2 separate regions of the Mus musculus genome follow, and region 2 is linked to region 1. A link is a contact called in public promoter capture Hi-C data. All regions are on one chromosome and are shown on one strand. Each heading gives the region's core, a stretch centred on a gene start, on an enhancer-like site or on the middle of the called end of the contact. The rest is flanking DNA. Distances are from core to core; before and after follow the strand shown.

The links. Capture Hi-C pulls out chosen DNA fragments and counts their contacts.
Region 2: a promoter capture Hi-C map of adipose tissue shows a contact between it and region 1. The contact joins two enhancer-like sites. A contact is called at or near these places in 1 of 484 Hi-C or Micro-C datasets (embryonic stem cells) and 3 of 9 other capture datasets (adipose tissue, liver and pancreatic islet).

What each region holds. Positions count from the first base shown.
Region 1 is chr15:31,339,001-31,346,550 of GRCm38.p6, forward strand. The region is part of intron 1 of Ankrd33b (ankyrin repeat domain 33B); the gene reads right to left. Among named protein-coding and RNA genes, the nearest start is that of Ankrd33b, 25 kb to the right of the region's middle. Within about 2 kb of position 3,696, at least 97 of the 459 cell types and tissues checked have an H3K27ac peak or open chromatin away from gene starts, as enhancers often do. A contact at or near this core is called in adipose tissue, liver and pancreatic islet, where this site is marked.
Region 2 is chr15:31,506,765-31,514,314 of GRCm38.p6, forward strand. It overlaps Marchf6 (membrane associated ring-CH-type finger 6), which reads right to left. Exons shown (of 26, transcript NM_172606.2): 2 at 2,962-3,058. Among named protein-coding and RNA genes, the nearest start is that of Marchf6, 20 kb to the right of the region's middle. Within about 2 kb of position 3,912, at least 34 of the 459 cell types and tissues checked have an H3K27ac peak or open chromatin away from gene starts, as enhancers often do. A contact at or near this core is called in adipose tissue, liver and pancreatic islet, where this site is marked.

The DNA.
Region 1 (7,550 bases), core at 2,446-4,945:
GGGGGAAGACAGAATTGGTGAGGTCTTCGAGGTTACACGGGTTGTTTCTAGTGCTAAAGCTTTGGAAACAGTGGTGGTAGTTACATAGCATTGTGAAAGTCATCAATGTCACGAAACTGCACTCTTGCATCAGTGGCTACTAAAGGAGATAGTTTTGTTACATACACTCACCACAACTTTTAAAAACAATGACATGGGGGCAGTTCAAACAGGGGAACTAACAGGTCCCTGCAGCTGTTAAAAAAGAAGAGGGCTGCAGCTGTTAAAAAAGAAGAGGGCTGGCGACTAGGATCAGTAGATTGGAACTATTGCTCTGGCAAGGACGGAAGCTGGTTTCCCAGCACCCATGTCAGGTACAATGCAGATTCTATCTTTGGATTCTGTGGGCTCCCGCACACACACACACACACACACACACACACACACACATCTTTTTTGTTGTTGTTGTTTTTTGGTTTTTTGAGACAGGGTTTCTTGGTGTTGTCCTGGCTGTCCTGGAACTCACTTTGTAGACCAGGCTGGCCTCAATTCTGCCTGCCTCTGCCTCCCAAGTGCTGGGATTAAAGGCGTGCGCCGCCGCCACCACCACCCAGCTACCCACAAACATCTTAAAAAATAAAACATAAAGAAATGCAAAGAAAAAGGCAATTTAAGAGATACACAGACAAATCTCAAAACCCTTTGAAATGAATGAAGAAAGCTGGGCACGGGACAAGACTGTGTGATTCTACTGAGGCTCCACCTGGGTTCTACTGATCCCCGGATTTAAAACAACCTATGTAGTGGCTATCTCTGATGGACAGGGACTCACTAGAAAGTGGGCAAAAGGAAGCGGACTGGAGATGGAGACCTGAATCTTGGAGTGGGAGATGACCATACAGGTGCAGATGCAGCCACATACGTAGCATCTGGTTGTTGATGTGTCACACATGTCAGATGACCATTGAACTTCCTGCTGCCCACAGACCTCACAGCCATCATGATGTCCCACCGTGGATGAACTGATTGTAATTTACTGTGCTGACAGTCATGTGAGATCATAGCACATAGGTGATATTCGGCCCATTATATCTGATAGTATGTATGCTCCTGGGTTGTGCATTTCCTATCTTATACCTTTCATAATTTTCTTTTTTTGTATATGTGTTTATATGAGTACACATACGTGTGTGTTCGTGAACGTGAAATTGCATATGTACAGGTGTCCAAACAAATATTGTGCACGTTTATAGAGAACAGGTGTCAACCTCTGGGTCATTCCTCAGACAGCAACCACTCTGTCTTTAGAGGCAGGGTCTCTCACTGGCCTGTAATTCATTGAGTAGAATAGCTGGCTGGTGTATGAGAACAAGGGAACTACTTCGTCTCCACCCCACAATGTCAGGATTACAAGCGCCCGCCACCACAGCTGGCTTTTCCTATTGTGGGTTCTGGAGATCAAATTCAGAGACTGAGCTACCTCTAAAGCTCTGACGACTGTGCTTCATACATCCTTTTACTAGCAAAAAAGAATTTTTTGGTAAAACAGGATGTTCTGTTATGGTTGTTTTTACTTGCACCACAAGACCACCTCGGCTTTCAGGAACACAATATGTGGTTCCGGTACACCACCTGACAACTCATTTTCAGAGGGCATACCTACGCTCGGAGTGTACTGCCAAACCTGTTGAAAATCATCCAGCTGCTAGAATGTACACGCTCTGCCATACCACACATTAGTGACACCTTCACAAAGCACTGTTAACATAACACAGGGTAGGGCAGACCAAGCACTGCAGTGCTGGAGGGCAGGGCCACAAGCTGGAGCTAAGAGCACTGTAGCCACTGAATGAGAAAGCAGCATCTCCCCAGGGTGGAAAGAAAGCAACTACAGGGAGAGAAGCATGAGGGAGTGAGCAAGGCTGAGGAGAAGCAGAAAGATCTACCTCTGATTGGGCGCCTGAAGAAGGAAACACTGTGTGTGTGTGGGGGGGGGGGGGGAGTTTAGGACTCTTTGTAATACAGCAAGGTACAGAAAGCCAAAACCATTTAGAACAATACCCATGTGCACGCTCAACATATATCAATTGGAAGGATAGGTTCATATTAGCACCAAGCTGAGGTTCGGGTTCATGACTGCAAGTGTAATTACTTGCAAAGGATGCTGGGATTACAACTGCACTCATAACGAAGTCATCCTATTGCTTTGGTGTGTTTTCTTCCTTGCCTGGAACAGATTGTCCAGCTATTCCAGGAACAATAGATGCCTCGGGGACAACCAAGCCGGAGTCACCAACTCCTGAGCCAGCCGGCCACAGCAGCTCTGCCGAGCCCTACATTTAATTCTCTAAGAAAACCCTTCCCCCTCCAAGAAGGTGCTCCTCGCCTCCCAGCTATTCAGCTTTAGACAGGACATCATTCATTCAAGAGGAAAGCGCTGGTGACTTCCAGAGTCAGAATCATCCAGAAGGCTGTGACCAGAAAAGACAGGGGAGTGTCAGCGTAGGGACTCACAAGTGATGGTCCATTCTCAGGAAAGCATGCAGATCCCTGAGGGAGGCTCAGCACACCCTGCCACACAGTATTCTGAGCCTTGATCCCTCTCCTTCAGCTATTACTATCTAAAACAGAATGAATTGCACACCCCAAAAAGACATTTGCAGTGAGTAGGGTGTAACGACACAAATGGCAGCCTTAGGCTTGGAGAAGCAAATGCAGGAGGGTTCCAAGTTCGAGGCTAACATGGGCTTTCTGACGAGATGCTGTTTCAAAATAGAGATTCATACAGGGTGGGGGCGCATCTTAATTCTTGGTGTATATGAATGTGATCTTATTTGGAAATAGTACACTTGTGGATAAAAATCTAAAGATCTTAAGGGGCCACCCAGGAGACAGAGAAAAGAGTACATGAAAATGGGGGTTATGCTTAGAGCAATATCATTATACACCCAGGAGTGCCTGGCTATGCGAGGGACAAGAAGAGGCACAAAAGCCACACATCAGAGACAGGGAGCATGGCTCTGCCATCTCCTGGATTCCTGACTTCCAGACTTCTGAACTGTGGGAGTAGGACCCATCCAGTCTGAAACCAGCACCCCTCCCCAACCCAGCACAAGGCCAGTACTGCCTTCTGACTTCCTCCCCTGACTCCCATCATGCTCAGGGTGTCACCCTTGCCCCATTTCCCACTTAGGAAACACCCATTCCAGACCATGGCTCAGCTCCTGCTGCTGAGTCCCCCATTGTAGCTTAGGCCTTCTCTATAGCCCCTCCCATTCAAGGACCAGGACTCAGGTCTCAGGAAACTGACTCACTGGTGATGAGCAGCTCTCATGTGGTTCACAGGGGTGACAGCCGGGTGACAATGACAGGTAATTTGTCTAGATGTCCCCTCCAAGAACAAAGCTGTCAGACCAAATGGTGAGTGACTACCTCAGAACTATGGGGGGGGGGGGGTTCCCTTCTCAGTGGGAGCAGCAGTTCTCTTCCCTGTGGCCTGCAAACTCTGTTTCTCATGCCTCAGTGAGGGAGGGCACGTCTAACGACAGCAGTTTTGAAAAGCAATTTCAATCCTGTGTTTATAAGTCCTTTCAGTGCAGTAACTCATGCGCACGAGCTCTGGAAGATCTTGGGGAGTCACAGGGAATGTGAGGGCTCCTGACGTCCCTAGAGATGGTTCTTCTATTGAGCAATGTAAGGCAGGAAGCCAAAAAGAATGACTTCTTGGCAGAAAATGAGGAGACAGGAAAGGAGTTCACACAACCGGATTCTAGGAACCCAGAGCGGCTAAGACTGGGTGAGATCAGCACGGGGAGCACACAGAGTGGGTACAGATGACTTCATAGGACTGCTGGCACAACTGCTGGTAGTCTGTCAGAGTCAGGTGTGTGCCAGGGTGGAGGGTGACTGGAGGAGGCAGCAGGGGATAGAATCTGGGGTCTCAAGGTGAGTAAGATGGGGGGCCTGAGCTGGAGACACAAGGGAGTTGAGAGACTGGCCCAGAAAGAAGCCAGGAATCCCAACTCTTTCAAGAGCATTAACTGAGTGGACACACCTGCTCCCTGAGTACCCTGGTAAAGCTATTGGGGAGTAACTGAGACTTCCCTCGCTGCAAACCTGGAGGCAGGTGTGTTTCTCTCATTATCTCACAGGGCTGCATCTGACAGCTGCTTTTACTCTTTCTTTGTATCAATATGCAGATTCCAAGCTTTGTAAAAAGATCTTGTGAGAGAGAAAGTGATTTAGACCCTAGGAATTTTACTAAGTTTCTAGTAGACATCCAAAACATTGTACCCTGTTTCTTTAATCAAAGACATTTCTTTTTCCTCGTGGGTAATATAAATATCAAACCCAAGTAGATATAAACTGATCAGCTCAAATATATAGAAGGATATCAGTTATGCATAAAATAAACCAAAAAAGATGAACACTAGTTATACACACACGCGCACACACACACACACACACACACACACACACACAAACAGCAATTTACTTGACAGGTATAAAGAAAGAAAGGGGCCATCCTGCAGCTTCCATCCCTGGAGGGAAGTGGGGTCCTGTCAGCCTCAGTCGCACCCCATCAGTGGCACCTGTTGTAAAAGTAGGTATTTGTTTGGCACACTTGCAAAACCTAAAATAAAATCTGACTGTGCCATGCAGGCCTGTACTGAAAGCCCTTGTCATTTGGGTACCTTTTCTTCTTCCAGCGACCGGAAGGCTGGGTGAGCTCATACCAAGAGGGACAATGCAGCTGACTAAGCAAACACACAGAGCAAACACTTTGCAAATGTTTGCTGCTGCTTTAAACCGACTAAAGGAAAATGAAGAGGAGGCCATGGGGCAATGCACAGCAGCAGGGATTCCAGGGTTCAGCGGCTTAAAGGGCTTGCTGCCAAGTCTGCTGACCTGAGTTGTCCTCTGACCTTCACCTAAGCGCCATGACTAGCACACACACGTGCACACAGTAAATAAACAAATCTTTAAAGAGATGCCACAACAAGATCAGGAAGAAGCCATCCCAGAGCTTAGGATTCTAGATGTAGCGCTGGGAGGCAGCGGGGCTCAGGAAGTTCCAGGCCAATCGTTTAAGCTAAGATCCTCACGATGTAGAGAATTTTATGCAAGAATCATTCACCCACAAGCAGACAGTAGAAGAACGCTTGCCGTCTGTGACTTACTGAGAGACCCTTGTCACCTCCTTCCGGCTGCTCAGAGTCACCTTGGCTGCAGCTGCAACACTTAGTGCGCTTGCCCCTTAGATCCCTCTAGACTCAGATGCATGGAGGTTGATCATATGCCTCAGAGTATTGGTTCCTAATACCTGGAGCAGTGCCTAAAGGAAGCTGCCAGGGTGGGGCTGGGGAACACTAGTTTTGCTTTTTGTTTTGTAAAGAATAATAAGTTAATAAATAGCTAAGGCTTCACCACCAAAAACGGATAAAGACGGAGTAAAAAGATAGGCCGAGATAGCGTAAAACAAGTCACCACACTGAAAGAAGAGTGATCCTGTCTCACCAGGTGACGCTTCACCAAGTCAATTCTGCGTTACAACAACAGTACAAAATGACAACACAAATTTACTCATTTTCAGTTTGTGAAATCAAACTAGAAAGTTGAGATCATAGTATAGTTACAAAGTCAAGAAAATGCCATTAATCTTGTCTGCAGAAAGAATTGAAGACAGAAGGAGAAGTGGGTAGTGAGGGGGCTGGGGGCGCGAGGAAAAGCTGAGAAACAAGAGCCAGAAGTGAAAGGTATGGAGCTGAGGTCAAAATAAAACAGGCAAGGGTGGGCATGGTGGTAGACATCTACAATCTGAGGCCAGCGGAGCTCAAGTTTGAGGCCAACCTGGGCTACAGAGTGAAAACCTGTTCCAAATACGCAAGCACGCAAGCACGCAGGCACCCACGTACGCACCTACGCACTCACGCAAGCACGCACGCACGCAAGCATGCCCGCCATACAAGGAATGAGAATAATACATGCAAATGATGCAGATGGCTGGCTAGGTCTGACTCAAAAGGAGGAAAATGAGGGATAGGAACAAAAATCTCCATCTGCCACAACAGTGAGTCGTGAACATCACCCTGAACTGATAAATCAAGACTCATCATGAGTGAGCAAGTTCCCAGCCAGAAGAGCGCCGGTCCCGGCCAGATGGAATGAAAGTGGAAGCGAATAGGGTGGAAAGTGATCCATCACTCTGGGCAGCCGCCAGGCAAGCGGTCTGGGGAGAAAACCACCACAATTCGTTGCAAGCTCTCGGGCTTCTAAATGGTTTTCTAAATGTGTGTGTCTGATACTTCAGCAAAATAAGAGCGGAAAACAAAACACGGGAGTGAGAATACAAATCATGGGGATACAGGTAGAGCAGACGAACCAGAGATAACCCTTTGTCCTTAGCAGTTAAGCATTAAAGAAATGCCAGGATAATGGAAAGAATACACAAACAACTTTGTTGGGCAAGTTAATAACCAAGCAAGGTGTGGTGGTGGCACTCGCCTGCAAACCCAGACCTCAGCAGGAGGCAGCAGATTGAGATCTTAAGGGTAGCCCAAGATAAAAATCGACAACACGTCTCGACGGGCCCACCCGCCACACACACTCACCGAGCATGGGAACTCATGCCTCAAATCCTAACATTTGACAAGCTGCACTGTGCTTTAAAGCCCAGTCCGGGCTACGTGGTAATTTCTGGACCAGCAGGGACTACAGAGTAAAACCTTGCCTCAGAACACAAAGCAGGGGGGGTGGAAGGGGTGGGATTTAAGGAGCCCAGGAAAACGGTTCCTCAAAGAGCGCTTGCTGCCAAGGCTGGCCACTAAAGTTCCATCTCCAGGATCCATAGGATATAAAAATAGAATGGAGTGGCTGCAGGTTTTCCTCTGACCTACACACACACACACACACACACACACACACACACACACACATACACACATGCCATGGCTTGCATGCTGGCCCTTCCCACAAAAACAAAAGAACGAACATAAAAAATTAAGGACAAAAATAAAGGTGTATGTATGTACATATATACATACATCCTAAAACATTTTATTAATCAAAAGACAAGCATTTGGGGAGCACAGAAAGAATGAAATACATACATATGTAAGTGTACTAGACACACTTAAATACAGCATTCCCTTGCTGCTAAACATCACAAGCAAAGCTAAAAGGCTGTTGGAAAACAGCAACCAAAATGAATGGTACAGTAATGTATTAGACATCAGTCTGAAGTACCAATAGTATAATTATGATATTATAATTATCCAAATGGGGAGAGGAAAGAACAGGACCGCCCCAGACCAGCAAAGAGCTAACGAGCACCCGTGAGCTTCACACCCATCAGCAGGCAGAGAAGGTAAATTAAACCATTATTGCAATATCAAATACTGAACAATAAAGACGCCATTTCAGAACTCCACAGAGAGCATGTTATTTAATTGCTGGTGGTGGGCAAACACTCCCGGCCATGTAAGAAAAATAAGGCTGGATCTTAAGGCCCCAAATGAATCGACAGACATAAAGACCGTAAAGACCCTGGGAAGAATTCAGATGACTCCCCC
Region 2 (7,550 bases), core at 2,662-5,161, 170 kb after region 1:
ACCAACAGAATACAAGAGATAGAAGAGAGAATCTCAGGTGCAGAAGACACCATAGAAAACATTGACACAACAGTCAAAGAAAATGCAAAATGGAAAAAGCAAAAAGCTCCTAACCCCAAAACATCCAGGAAATCCAGGACACAATGAAAAGACCAAACCTAAGGATAATAGGTATAGAAAAGAGCGAAGACCAGGGCCTAGCAAACACAGAAGTGGATGATCACAGTCAGCTATTGGATGGATCACACGGCCCCCAATGGAGGAGCTAGAGAAATTACCCAAGGAGCTAAAGGGATCTGCAACCCTATAGGTGGAACAACAATATGAACTAACCAGTACCCCGGAGCTCTTGTCTCTAGCTGCATATGTATCAAAAGATGGCCTAGTCGGCCATCATTGGAAAGAGAGGCCCATTGGTCGTGCAAACTTTATATGCCCCAGTACAGGGGAACCCCAGGGCCAAAAAGGGGGAGTGGGTGGGTAGGGGATTGGGGGGGGTGGGTATGAGGGACTTTTGGGATAGCATTGAAACTGTAAACGAGGAAAATACCTAATAAAAAATAAATTAAAAAAAAAAAAGCGAAGATTCTCAAAGGGCCAGTAAATATCTTCAACAAAATTATAGAAGAAAACGTCCCTAACCTAAAGAAAGAGATGCCCATGAACATACAAGAAGCCTACAGAACTCCAAATAGACTGGACCAGAAAAGAAATTCCTCCCGTCACATAACAATCAAAACACCAAATGAACTGAACAAAGAATTTTAAAAGCAGTAAGGGAAAAGGGTCAAGTAACATATAAAGGCAGACCTATCAGAATTACACCAGACTTCTCACCAGAGACTATGAAAGCCAGAGATCCTGGGCAGATGTCATACAGACCCTAAGAGAACACAAATGCCAGCCCAGGCTACTATATCCAGCAAAACTCTCAATTACCATGGAGGGAGAAACCAAGATATTCCATGACAAAACCAAATTTACATAATTTCTTTCCATAAATCCAGCCCTACAAAGGATAACAGATGGAAAACAACAATACAAGGGGGGAAACTACACCCTAAAAAAAAGCAAGAAATTAATCTTTCAACAAACCCAAAAGAAGATAGCCACAAAAATGTAATTCCATCTCTAACAACAAAAATAACAAAAAATAACAATCACTTTTCTTTAATATCTCTTAACATCAATGAACTCAATTCCCCAAAAGACACAGGCTAACAGACTGGATGCATAAGCAGGACCCAGCTTCTTGATGCACACAGGAAATGCACCTCAGTGACAAAGACAGACACTACCTTATAGTAAAAGGTTGGAAAACAATTTTCCAAGCAAAATGCTCCCAAGAAACATGCTGGAGTAGCCACTCTAATATCGAATAAAATCAACTCTCAACCAAAAGTTATCAAGAAAAGATAAGGAAGGATACTTTACACTGGTTAAAGGAAAAATCTACCAAGATGAACTCTCAATTCTATGCTCCAAGTGCAAGGGCACCCACATTCATAAAAGAAACTTTATTAAAGCTCAAAACACACATTGTACCTCACACAATAATAGTGGGAAATTTCAACACTCCACTCTCAGCAATGGACAGATCATGGAAACAGAAACTAAACAGACACAGTGAAACTAACAGAAGTTATGAACCAAATGGATCTAACAGATATTTATAGAAAATGTCATCCTAAAGCAAAAGAATATATCTTCTTCTCAGCACCTCACCATACTTTCTTTTGTGACCATATAATCGGTCACAAAAAAGACCTCAACAGATACAAGAAGAGTGAAATAACCCCATGTACCCTATCAGATCTCTACAGACTAAGGCTGGTTTTCAATACCAACAAAAATAACAGAAAGCACACATACACATGGAAGCTGAACAACGCTCTACTCAATGATAACTTGGTCAAAGAAGAAGTAAAGAAAGAAATTAAAGGCTTTTTAGAATTTAATGAAAATGAAGGCACATCATACCAAAACTTATGGGACACAATGAAAGCAGTGGTAGGAGGAAAACTAATAGTTCTAAGAGCCTCCAAAAAGAAACTGAAGAGAGCTTACACTAGTAGCTTGACAGCACCCATGAAAATTCTAGAACAAAAAGAAGCAAACACACCCAAGAGGAGTAGATGGCAGGAAATAATCAAACTCAGGGCTGAAATCAACCAAATAGAAACAAAAAGAACTATACAAAGAATCAACAAGACCAGGAGCTGGTTCTTTGAGAAAAATCAACAAGATAGATAAACCTTTAGCCAGATTAACGAGAGGGCACAGAGACAGTATCCAAATTAATACAATCAGAAATGAAAAGGGAGATATAACAACAAAATATATCTTTAAATAATTATTCTGTTTGTTTAATATTAACAGCTGAAAATATTAAAATTATGTTCTACAAACATCATGAAAATATTGATAATTTTTCTCACTGTGCTTGAAATCAGCATTTTCTTAATAGTTTTTCCTATTTTGAAATTTTTAAAATATACTTACTGATAAAATAATTTCTCTACTAGAAACACTGATAATCTTTTTAAGTAAACTGATTGTTAGAGAGTGTACACAGATATATAATGTGTTTTAAATACTCTTTCACTAATCATGTGGTATCATATAAGGGCTTTTGAATATATTACTTAATGATTCATTTTTAATATTTTATGCTCTTTTACTATGCTTAACTTCCAAAGATTATTTTATATGTTTTGAAACAATTTAGTGTTCAACATTAGATATAGAATTCTAAGTTATGGATAGTATTAAATACTCATTAATGGTATTTTTAGGGTATGAAAGGATATGACTATAAAAAGTTGAACAAATTTTTTATGTATTATTTGATTCTCAAAATACTCAATATTAATATGCTTGATGTATAAAATGCATTTAAATAATAAAAAAATTAAGAAAAAAATTGAATCTAAGAATTATACAATTTTCCAAATGACTTACCATTCTTGATGAATAAATTTAATACTGCCAGTACATACACAAGGATGATAAAGAGGTTTCTCAGGTGTTCCTTCTGACCGACACACTCTACATATATCTGATAACAAAGGAGAAAAAAAATGGAATTACCTTTGGGTATGACTTTTATACAAAAAGACCAACAAAATAAGAATATTTTGTGCTAAAGGAGCTGAAAATTGTGAGAAAACTTATAGTGAAGGGTGCACCTGAATCTAAGTACATTCCTTCAAAATGGATTAAAACAAGTTGTTCCTTATCAAGATCTGTAAATGAAATTGAAAAATTTAAAAAAAATTATTTTCCTGTAACAATCAAATAAGTAGAATCATGTCATCTAGCCACAAATAATAGTGTCCCAACAGTGTAAATTTTAAAAAGTCTAAATTCAGTTCTTAAGATTTTAACAACACAAAAACATCAGAGGGAAGGAAAACTGAGAACAAAATATAATGACATACATGAAAATGCCAGAAGGAAGCTTACTGCTTTTGTATGCCAATTTAAAAAATATTTTTAAAATAAGATTATTTCTAAAAATGTTCAGGGATCTAGAGAGATGTCTCAGTAGTTAAGGGCACTGACTGCTACTCTGGAGGATTTAATTCCTAGCACTCACTTGGTGGCTCACAAATGTCTGTAACTCAGTTTCAGGGGACAAGATGTCCTCTTCTGGCCCCCACGGGCATGGTACACACAGGCAAAATACCCATACACATAAATAAGAAATGTAATTTTAAAAATAATATTTTTTAAAATCATGTCTGAGGAGTGAAGGTGGAAACAGCAGAGGCACTACAGTAGATTCCCTTTGCACACAGGCGTGTGTGCACACACACTTAGGATTCGGGACAGCACCGTGTAGACTCCTCCTACCAGGGAATTCGGAACCAGAAGCTTCTTTAAGCAGAAGCTACAGTAGCCCGGGCCTGGAGTCAGCAACTATGCAACACTCTGCACTCCCTGCCCCAGCACCAAAGGGCTCTAAGCACACACACACACCCTGCCCTCCATCTGCTGAGGCCAGCAAGCAGCATGGATGAAAACTTCAAAGAGATCTTTTGCATTCTCTTGCTCAGTTCTCCTAAAAGCTCCTCTGTAGTGCCACATTCTGAAACTTGACTATTGTTATTACTTAAGACTGTTTTCTTGCCTGACCCTCATGGCAAAATGACAATTACTCCCAGGGCAACTGTCAATGTGCAAAAGGGACAAAGACACAATGTTTGTTTCTGACTTGCTCTCTTACAGGTAATTCTTCACTCAATGGAGAGTAATGGCAACCCTGATGATCCCAGCTTCACTAATGAACTGAGAGAGGTCGGTGGTATGCTCTGGATTAGAAGCACACAAGCTGAGCACTATGCTGCACCGTCCCAGACACTTGCTATCATCATTACAGACTCTCTGGTTGCTCATTCTTGAGTGACAGAATGGCACTTATCCAAGCTGAGGGACACCAAATATTCAGGAAAACCTAACTGGTTATTACACTACTCTCCCTGGTTACCAAGCAACTAGATAAGTCTCTTTACCTATATGGAAGAATCACATTCCCCTGCCCACAGAAGAGCTATCTCAGGGCTCAGTCTCTGTGGTAGAGTTCAGTGAGGTTCCACTAACTGCCCCTTTTCCTGCTTGGAGCCACTGAAATGCATACCCCTGCCCTCCTCTGATAGTAGTTTAGCATGCCCCCTCTGTGGATTCCATCACCTGGATTCCAGGTTAGTCATTGCCACAGTAGGCAGTGCAACCAACACATAAAGGTAACAAAGGCAATGGTGCTTGCAGCTGATCTATGTTATCTACAAGTACCAGAGCCACTAGCACCATGGATGCAGATGAGTATCCTGGATAAATAACCAGTTACCCAGGCAGGAGATAAATGCTGCCCAATGTCATTACTATACTGAGTACTGACATAATTATTCATTAATGTAGATCAACAAAGTAGTCAGGATGATGTTAATACAGATGGATCAGCCCCAGATATGGTATCCTGTATCAACAGCCCTCCTTTGAGAATGTTCCATTGGAACATGATGCAAAGAAAGACAGCAGTAACACAGCCAGGCTCACACAAATGGGGTTGTCACATTACCCACCCTCCAGAGAGGGACATAGTAACTGGTCAGCTACCAAGTATGAATTGGGAACGAACAAAATCTGGAACTTACTAGAACACTGTAGTCAGCAAGTGACAAGGACAAAAGTGAATAAGAAAACACATGGGCATAGCTGATTGGTCCAAGGCAACTCAGCTGTGTGTGACCTGAGAAAGCAGTGCTGGGACCAAGGCAATGGCAAACTCCAGGGGTGTCTGTCTGTGTAGAAAGGAGCCTGTGGACAAGGAGAACTGAGGTAGGGAAATCTCCTTAGGGGGCTCAATGCACACCTAGAGAAGACACTGATTTTTTTCAGAAGGCCTCCATCCACCTCAGAGACAAACCAACAAACACAGTGTCATGTATAGACAACCAACTTAAACTCAATCTCCAAAGCTCTGTTTAACACTAATGTGTGGCAGACCTGGATCCTTAGAGTTTGTAGAGTCCCTTCCTTATTTGGAGTCTGACCGGTCAGAACTACCTTCTAACAATCCTGAGTAGTCTCTCTTCACTCACTGATGAGCCAGTTTACAGAGGTCTCTCTTTCTGTTCTTTCTTTCCTTCTTTCTTTTTCTTTTAAGATAGGATCCCATTATGTAGCCCAGGTTAACCTTGAACTCAGTGCTCTCCTGTGACAGTCTCCAAATGCTTCCATACCCAGCTTACAGTAGCATCTGTAGAGAGCACATGATACAATATATTGGATGCTTCCACAGATTTAAAAAAAAAAAAAAAACAGAGCTTTTGTCCTATTAACTAGACATTAAAAACATTGTAAGTATAAACCAGGCTTGGTGGCGCACTCCTTTACTCCTAGCACTTGGGAGACAGAGGCTGGTGGATCTTTGCAGTCAAGGGTAACCACCTGATCTACACAGCAAGTTCCAAGACAGTCAGGGGGACATAGAAGAATTCTGCCTCAAAACAAACAACAACAACAACAAAAACCAAAAAACAAAACCCACTCTTTTAACCAAATTGGGGAATTTAGAAGATCCATTTTATTTTCTAATACAACAAATAAAACTCTTACAAGTCTTTAAAAGTATAAACATATGTTAAAGTCTGACAACTACAGTGTGACCTCTAGAACTCATATTAAAAGCTCCACTCAGTCGCCTGCATCTGCAATTCCAGCACCTATATAGCAAGAAGGGTGATGCAGACAAAAGCCTGGAAGCTCACAGACTGACTACCTAGCCTGGAGCACACAGCACAGCATTCCCCATTTCAATAATCAACTCCTGAAAGTTATCCTGTGACTGCCATACATGCACTGATATACTTGTGAGTGCTTGCTTGCTTGTTTGCTTTCTTCCTTTCTTTTTCTTCTTCCTTTTTTTTTAAAGTTTGAGAACCACCACTCATTAGTAATTGTTCTGATACATCTTTTTGGCTCTTTGGAGGTAGTAGTAGTAGGTGTGCGTGTGCATGTGCGTGTGTGTGTGTGTGTGTGTGTGTGTGTGTGTGTGTGTGTGTGTGAGAGAGAGGGAGAGAAAGAGAATGATAATGACTCTTTCCAAATAGATCTGTAAAGTTATTATTAAGGGCCTCCTACACTCAGACTAAGTCTCTAGGAAAAAAGGAAAGATAACTGTAGACTGCTCATCCATTTCATTTCAGAACCATGGAAATCACCTTTGCAAGTACAAAACAAAATTATATCAAAATGGTAAGTAAGCAACTCCTAAATGGAAATACAAACAAATCAATAAACCCAAGCATTCACCATGGCTAGCCACAAAAAAGAAATGAAGACACTTTAAGACAGCAAAATGGACTAGTGAGGTGGCTCAGCAAGTCAAAGTACTTGCTATGTATGCCTGACAGATGGCTCGAGTCTATTCCTGGTACCACATGTAAAGGTAAAAGAACAGAATAAATGCCTCAAAGTTGTCCTTTGACCTCCACATACAGTGTGTGACCCACCCATGTACACAGATACACACAATAAACAGAAATATTTAATTTTAAAACTAAGAAAGAAAAAAAGAAACCAGCAAGGGGTGGGAGATAGCTACAGAGGCTAACAGCATCTGCTTCTCTTGCAGGGCATGGTTCCCAGTACTCACATCAGACATCTCACAGCTCTAACTCCAGTTCTAGGACACCTGACATTTCTGTACATACTGGCACAGACTACACATTTATACAATCAGGTACACACACATACACAAAATAAAAATAAAGAAATCTTGATCATTATTTTATTTATTTAATGTATGTGAGTACACTATAGTTGTCTTCAATCACACTAGGAGAGGGTATCAGAACCCATTACAGATGGTTGTGAGTCACCATATAGCTGCTGGGAATTGAACTCACAACCTCTGGAAGAACAGTCTGTGCTCTTAACCACTGAGCCATCTCTCCAGCCCAAAATAAAGAAATCTTAATAACAAAATTAAAACCAACAATACACTCATACATCCCTCATAGACTATACTCTAAGACAGAGAGAGG